Regions from separate parts of the Sus scrofa genome. Here region 1 is linked to region 2. The links are chromatin contacts, called in public HiChIP or PLAC-seq maps. All regions are on one chromosome and are shown on one strand. The core of a region is the stretch at or near the end of the contact, and the rest is flanking DNA. Distances in the headings are between cores, read along the strand shown.

The links. HiChIP or PLAC-seq counts read pairs in DNA pulled down with a chosen protein or histone mark.
Region 1: a contact with region 2 is called in an H3K27ac HiChIP or PLAC-seq map of alveolar macrophages. The contact joins two enhancer-like sites. A contact is called at or near these places in 3 of 5 promoter capture datasets (fetal liver, fetal skeletal muscle and liver), 29 of 47 Hi-C or Micro-C datasets (adipocytes, adipose tissue, alveolar macrophages and 17 more) and 2 of 2 datasets of contacts at active chromatin or transcription factors (alveolar macrophages and skeletal muscle).

What each region holds. Positions count from the first base shown.
Region 1 is chr1:7,506,794-7,510,478 of Sscrofa11.1, reverse strand. No RefSeq gene overlaps it. Among named protein-coding and RNA genes, the nearest start is that of MAS1, 33 kb to the left of the region's middle. Within about 2 kb of position 2,363, at least 11 of the 83 cell types and tissues checked have an H3K27ac peak or open chromatin away from gene starts, as enhancers often do. A contact at or near this core is called in alveolar macrophages and skeletal muscle, where this site is marked.
Region 2 is chr1:7,410,796-7,414,386 of Sscrofa11.1, reverse strand. It overlaps IGF2R (insulin like growth factor 2 receptor), which reads left to right. Exons shown (of 48, transcript NM_001244473.1): 17 at 586-701; 18 at 1,131-1,299; 19 at 2,700-2,879. Among named protein-coding and RNA genes, the nearest start is that of SLC22A1, 47 kb to the right of the region's middle. Within about 2 kb of position 1,971, at least 10 of the 83 cell types and tissues checked have an H3K27ac peak or open chromatin away from gene starts, as enhancers often do. A contact at or near this core is called in alveolar macrophages and skeletal muscle, where this site is marked.

The DNA.
Region 1 (3,685 bases), core at 1,114-3,613, 96 kb before region 2:
GGTAGTTGCTAGGCACCAGGGAGCAGGGCCGATGAGGACTCATTGTTTAATGGATAGAGTTTCAGTGCTACAAGAAAAAAAAGTTCTGGAGATGCATGATGGTGATGGCTGTACAACGCTGTAAATATACTTAGTACCACTGAACCGTACACTTAAATGTGATTGAAATGGAGGCATTTCCTTTATGGCTCAGTGGTTAATGAACCAGACTGGGATCCATGAGGATGCAGGTTCCATCCCTGGCTTTCACTCAGTGAGTTAAGGATCCCGCATTTCTGTGAGCTGTGGTGTAGGTCACAGACGTAGCTCAGATCCTGTGTCACTGCGGCTGTGGTGTAGGCCAGCAGGCAGAGATCCAATTCGACCCCTAGCCTGGGAACCTCCATATGCCACGGGTGCAGCCCTAAAAAAGCAAAAGCAAAAGCAAAAAAACAAAACAAAACAAAACACATGACTGAAATGATAAATTTTTAACTATGTCTGTTTTGCACAAAGAACACACATGCACACAATGGTTGCATAGCAGGAGGAGAGAAGCCAATGCTAGAACCTCCTAGAAGAGTGAAAGACTTAAAAGAAAAAAGAGTCCAGGACAACGGAGAGGTCCAGAGGGCAGAAATAGTGCCTACCTTGTTGATTTTATACCCTCTGTGTGTGAGCAATGCTGATATCTAGGAGGTGCTTGAGGGTTGTCAAATGGATGCAGCTACTTGGAAGGGCCGAGCCCGAGCACAGGGTTAGAAGGAACCCTCTGGACTGGACACTATTACTCTCTCAGCAACCAGCCCCTCGCTCAGCTGTGTGATGCTGGAGCTGGGCTCTGCAAACAAAGGGCTGTTTTGCTGGTGGCTCCTCCGAGGTTCTGCCACCTGGGGGCTCAAGAGGGAGGCTGAAGAAGGGGCAGCTCCTTCCTCTGGGTTCTGAGGCTCAGGGTCTGCTTAGATGCCAGAGCTGGTGGTGTATTGAATAAAGAATATGCATTTATCTTATAATCAGCAATATTGAGCATTTTTTCATGTGTTTGCTGGTCATCTGTGTATCTTCCTTGGAGAAATGTCTATTCAGGTCTTTTGCCCATTTTTCCATCGATTGATTGGTTTTTTTGCTGTTGGGTTGTATAAGTTGTTTATATATTCTAGAGATTAAGCCCTTGTCGGTTGCATCATTTGAAACTATTTTCTCCCATTCTGAAAGTTGTCTTTTTGTTTTCTTTTTGGTTTCCTTTGATGTGCAAAAGCTTTTCAGTTTGATTAGGTCCTATGGGTTTATTTTTGCTCTAATTCCTATTGCTTTGGGAGACTGACCTGAGAAAATATTCATGGAAACAACCCAAATGTCCATCAACAGATGATTGGATTAGGAAGATGTGGTATATATACACAATGGAATACTACTCAGCCATAAAAAAGAATGACATAATGCCATTTGCAGCAACATGGATGGAACTAGAGAATCTCATCCTGAGTGAAATGAGCCAGAAAGACAAATACCATATGATATCACTTATAACTGGAATCTAATATCCAGCACAAATGAACATCTCAGAAAAGAAAATCATAGACTTGGAGAAAAGACTTGTGGCTGCCCGATGGGAGGGGGAGGGAGGGGGAGGGAGGGGGAGGGATCGGGAGCTTGGGCTTATCAGACACAACCTAGAATAGATTTACAAGGAGGCCCTGCTGAGTAGCATTGAGAACTATGTCTAGATACTCATGTTGCAACAGAACAAAGGGTGGGGGAAAAATGTAATTGTAATGTATACATGTAAGGATAACTTGATCCCCTTGCTGTACAGTGGGAAAATTTAAAAAAAATAAAATGCATAACTCGAAAATATAGCACATTCAAGAAAAAAAATATATATGCAGATTGTGACCGGCTGCACGGTCACACGATGCCACACGGGGGGTGCCAGTGAAGTCATGACATTTATGATGACTTACAGAGCCCAGCAGTGAAGGGTGCGGTGAGCCGAGGGTGGGGTGGGTGGCGGGGGGGGGAGGGTGGACCCTCCTCCATCCCAGGTCCCCAGGGAGCCGGAGAACCGGGTGGGGAACACCCACTGCTTATAGACGTTTGGGGCAGAGGTCACTAATTTCACAGGATTAACTCTATCTAAGTGGTTATTTTAAAAGGTGCCCCAGGAAAAGTAAAGCAGGAATTTATGGCAGGGATCCTGAACTCCAGCCTCCAGACTCCGGGTGTGAGCAGGGGTATCGTCCTGTAACATGCAGCGGCGGCAGCGCAGCAAAACCAAGTTGTTCTCCTTAAAAGTTGTTTTTCTCAGCACAGCCTGTGATCCTGTGGTCCCCACCCCCCTTCACCCAGACACGCTTCTCCCCGGGGCAGCTGCCCTTCCTTCTGCGGCAGCAGCTGAGTCCACTTTGCAGCGACTCCGGTGCCCACAGAACCATGGTCAGGGACCCCACTTCAGAGACCCTGTACCAGCTGCCAGTGCCCCCTCCTCAGAGGCCTGGGTCCCAGGGCAGTGGGGTCCCCCTCCAGAGTTACAAGCTTGTGACACCACCCCCTTCCCCCGTCTCCTAGCTGGGGGTGTGTTACCTGTAGTGTATCCTTTTTTAAGTTTTATGGAGGTGTGCTTGATTTGCAAGGTTATGATAATTGCTGCTGTACCATAAAGTGGGTCAGTTATGCACAGACACAGAGCCATTCTTTGTCAGATCTTTTCCCATGCAGGTTATCACAGAATACTGAGCATCGGTCCCCAAGCTGTACAGCAGGTCCCATCAACCGTCCAGTCCATATACACTAGTGTGCATAGGAGTCCCCCCCACCCCGCCAACGTTTCCCCTTTGATAACCAGAAGTTTGTCTTCTCTTTTTCTGTAGGGCTGCACCCGAGGCATATGGAGGTTCCCAGGTTAGGGCTCAAATCAGAGCAGCAGCTGCTGGCCTACACCACAGCCCCAGCAACGCAGGATCCAAGCCGTGTCTGTGACCTACACCACAGCTCACGGCAATGCCGGATCCTTAACCCACTGAGTGAAGCCAGGAAGAGAACCCTGCATCCTCATGGATACTTGTTGGGTTCTTCACTTGATCTTAGCCAAAAGGCCGAGAAGCGATACTTGTTGGGTTCTTAACCTGTTGAGCCACAACGGGAACTCCCTGATCTAATGTTTTAAGGGAAACCACAAATCTGGGTTTTCATGTGAAATAACCCCATTTGAAAAACCTTGGTAACTGATGAAAAAAACTCACGTGGATCAAACAGGACATGACTGTAGACCACTCTGGAAAGTCGACCGGCCCCGCCCCCTCCAGGGCCTTCACCCTGCGTGGTCCCAGCAGGCCTGGAGGGTGTCCTTCTCTGAGAGCTTTCATGTCAAGGTCGTGAGTTTCCATGTATGCTTGTGCTTCTTTTCCCAGGAGGCCAACTGACCTGGGAAAAGTCCCCGCAGTGTCCCTCACATGCCAGGGTTCTGCTGGCGGGCGTGCAGATGGGACCCAGGGGAGCCCTAGCTCCTCCTGGTGTTTCTTTCAGGGGATGACAGGTGAAGGGCCAGGTCCAGTTTTAACCCGGCCGAAGCCGCCTTGCTGGGCTTGGGAGGATCCGAACAGCATCTTCTTAAAGGGGGTGCGGCAGCTTCGGGAAGGCGGTGACCTTCATTAATCAAAGAAGGGGCAACCTAGCCTTTCTTTTGCTTTTTGCTTTTTTCCTTTCT
Region 2 (3,591 bases), core at 722-3,221:
CGCGGCCACAGGGGCGAAGAGGGAGACGCCTCCGTTTAAAGGTGGGGCAGGGAAGAAAGTGGTTACGATGGGGCTTGTGGCTTTGCTGGAGGGAAACGAGGTTCCCAGGCGGGTGACCTCGGAGCTGGGACGGTCCCTGGAAGTGAGTTGTCAGCTCGTCTGGCTCCCCAGGGCTTGCTCAGGAGCCCGTTGTGGGCCCTGTATGTAGAGGCAGAGCCTGTTAGTCCTGTTTTCTGGCCGGATCAGCCTCTCCTGTGATTTTATTAATCCTCGTAGACTTGCCTGGGGACACAGTGTTCATTTTCCGAGCTGAGGCTGCAGTGGACCGTCCCTTGATGGTGGCCCACGGCCCCTGTTGGTTTTGGAGCAGGACACAGAACCATCAAAACCACCCCTTTTTCCCACTTCACAGAGGCTAGATTTCCATCTTGGTCTGTGGCTGGGCGATCTTCCTATTAATAAAATGAACAGGCAGAGTAAAGGGACATCCCTGCAGTTTTCATTTGGAACAGCGGCCGTCTCTTTTGACCTTGTATTTCCCTTCTCTTCGCACCCCTCCCACGTCTGTCCTTGTCCGGCCATTAGGAAGAAGATAACTCTACCTACAACTTCCGGTGGTACACCAGCTACGCCTGCCCCGAGGAGCCGCTGGAGTGCGTGGTGACCGACCCGTCCACGCTGGAGCAGTACGACCTCTCCAGGTGAGGCGGGTCAGCCGGGCCCCGGTCCAGTTAGGGCTGAGGTCGACTGGGCCCTGCTGGTGAGCAGGTGACTGAGCTGATGACCAGGGTCAGCTCAGTTCTGGGTGCAGGACCAAGGTGGGATGTTTTAGACCAGAATGAACTCTAACGATGGCCCGGGAGTCCTGGCGAGGTCAAGCAGTCTTTGCCCAGCAAAGCAAGCCTGTCTTCAGCAGCATCATTTGAAAAGCCGCCCGGCGGTGCTGGGGCCTAGGGCAGTCCCAGCTCGGCGGTGGGCTGCCTTCCGTGGTGCCGTGAGTCCCACCAGGCCAGCTGCTATACGTTGAGGGGCGGGGTGTGTTTCTTTCTCTTTCTCTGGGTGCTTAGAAGTGAATCCTCGGGCAGAAACCTCTTAGCTTGCAAAGCTCACGTTTCGCTTGGACATTTCAGTCTTGCAAAATCTGAGGGCGGTCGTGGCGGGAACTGGTACGCCCTGGACAGCGCGGGCCCGCACAGCACGTGGAGGAAGTACTACATCAACGTGTGTCGGCCTCTGAACCCGGTGCCGGGCTGCGATCGGTACGCGTCCGCCTGCCAGATGAAGTATGAGAGCCACCAGGTGGGTCTGCCCCCCGCCCCATGTGACTTGGTGGTAGAGCTGGTTATTTCTGGGCTCCCAGGTCTGCGCAGGCCTGGCTGCTGACGGGAGGCCCTCTGAGGGGGAGGGGGCCTCAGTGGGATCATATCTGAGTCCCCTCCCCTCCATAGATGCGGTCATATTTGAGTCCTGGTTCAGATTTAAAATGTGAAAAAGCCTGGGTGTGGTGACCTCTGCTCACAGGACCCGGCGGAGGAGGTGTCTTTGAACAGCAGACATCTGTAAGGAAGAGCTAGTGCTTCCAAAAGCTTGGGCTTCTGAGTGATTAGGGGGACAGCTGCACGGCAGGATTGCTGTGCACACACTCGGTCCAGGCCTTCGCTCTGGCCAGGGTGCGAGCTGTGCACCGTCATTGGATGGAATGCAGGTGCCGCCAGAGCTCTGCTACGTGTGCTTGTGCTCCTCAGACACGGCACATCTTAAAATAAAGATGTATGTGTGCCGCTTTAAAAATAGAGCGGCAGGAATGCACTTTTCCTGGCGCCTGTTAGCCGGCAGCTGGAGGTCTTGTAAAGGAAGCTGGCGAGCGCCCTCTGGTGGTTAAGCGTGGAGGCGCTCGTGCACATTGGCGCGTGTGCTCTTTGTTGGAGCAACGGCCTCCAAGCCCGCTGGAGTCTGTGTTTGCCAGTTCGTCTATTCGCTGATGGTTATTTATAACCCTGGATGAGTCCTGGGGCGCTTTCACAGTCATTCACTTGTGCTCTAGTCTCAGCTCTGCCACCCAGATGGCCAGACGATGGAGGCGCGAGGGACGGGCCGGCAGTGTCAGAAGCTCCTGGCCAGAGGATGTGGTTTGAGTCCCGTCTCTGATGCCTGTCAGTCGCGTGGCCTCGGATAGGTCACTGCGCGTGTCTGAACCTTGTTTGCCCTTTTGTAAAGTGAAGAGAATAGACTCTACCAGGATTTTGAGGGTTTAAGGTCATAATTTATGGGAAATAAGTTGTCCCTTGGAATGGAGGGCAGGATAGGCTCCAGGGCCTGGCGGACACCATGTCCACAGCTGCTCGAGCCCGTCACCTGCAGTGTCCCCTTGGCACCCCCGCGCTTTATGTCCTCTCTGGACCACTCACAAAGCCTGAGACAGTGTCAGCGCCACGCCTCAGGCCCTGGAGGCAAATTCAAGTTTTGCTTTTTGGAACTTTTATGTCATTTCTTCCCCGAGCAGTTCGAGCTGAAGTTGGTTGCATCAGCAGAGGCAGAGCCCGTGGACGTGGAGGGCTGTGCCCCCCCCGCACGCAGGAAGGGTGGCTGCGCATTTGCTCATCTGTGGCGACAGCTGCGTGGACAATGCGCACCCACCGTGTCAGAAGGAAAGCGGTCTTCTCTTCATGGGGAAACCTCACAGACACCCGTGTTTGCAGGGTTCGTTTTCCGAAACCGTCTCCATCAGCAACTTGGGGGTCGCGAAGGCGGGCCCCGTGGTGGAGAACAGCGGCAGCCTTGTCCTGGAGTACGTGAACGGCTCCGCCTGCACCACCAGCGACGGGAGGCGGACCACCTACACCACCCGGATCCACCTCGTCTGCTCCAGGGGCAGCCTGGTAAGGAGGGCGCTCGCTGCTCGGCGCCCCGGACCTTGGTGGCTTCGTGTTCCTTTGAGTCTCTTCCCAGGGTGGGGGAGCTTGCTCTTCATCCTGCTTCAGGTCGGCATGTGGTATAAAAGCAGAGGCCAGGGGCCCGGCGGCGGTGGTGCTTTTGTGTCTGTTCTTTCTCAGGTTCAAGCCTGACCTCTTACTGCCGATTGGTGACACACCCAGTGTGTTGGTGTCCTGTAGACGCGAGTTTTTCTCTCTGGGTGACACAGACACCATCCTGCCCCTTCTTCGCTCTTGTGAGCTGGTGACCCAGGGTCCCTGCAGCACAGCGGGTCTTAGAGATGGTTTGGGCCAAACCTCAGAGTTCGCAGATGAGGAAACCAAGGCGCGTGCAGCTCGGCCGTGGGCGAAGAACAATGGGGGAGGCGCGTGTGACGTGCTGGCGAAGCAGGCGTGCAAGGCGAGGGCTGGGAAGTGGAAGGGGGTTGCGCGTGGGCCCTGGTTCCCTGCGCCAGGGCAGCCCAGAAGAGAGAGCCAGAAAGAACTGGTTTAAAAAGAACGTGGCTGAAGCTTTACAACCGAAGATCGACCCCTTGGCCGTCCTGCGGCGCACGCTGAGCGGCATGGGGCCTGTGGACCCGTGTCGAGCTCCCATTCCCAGTATCCACTTCCAGAACTTTGTTATTCTGCCCTGATTGCCTTCTTTACCTGAAGGTTG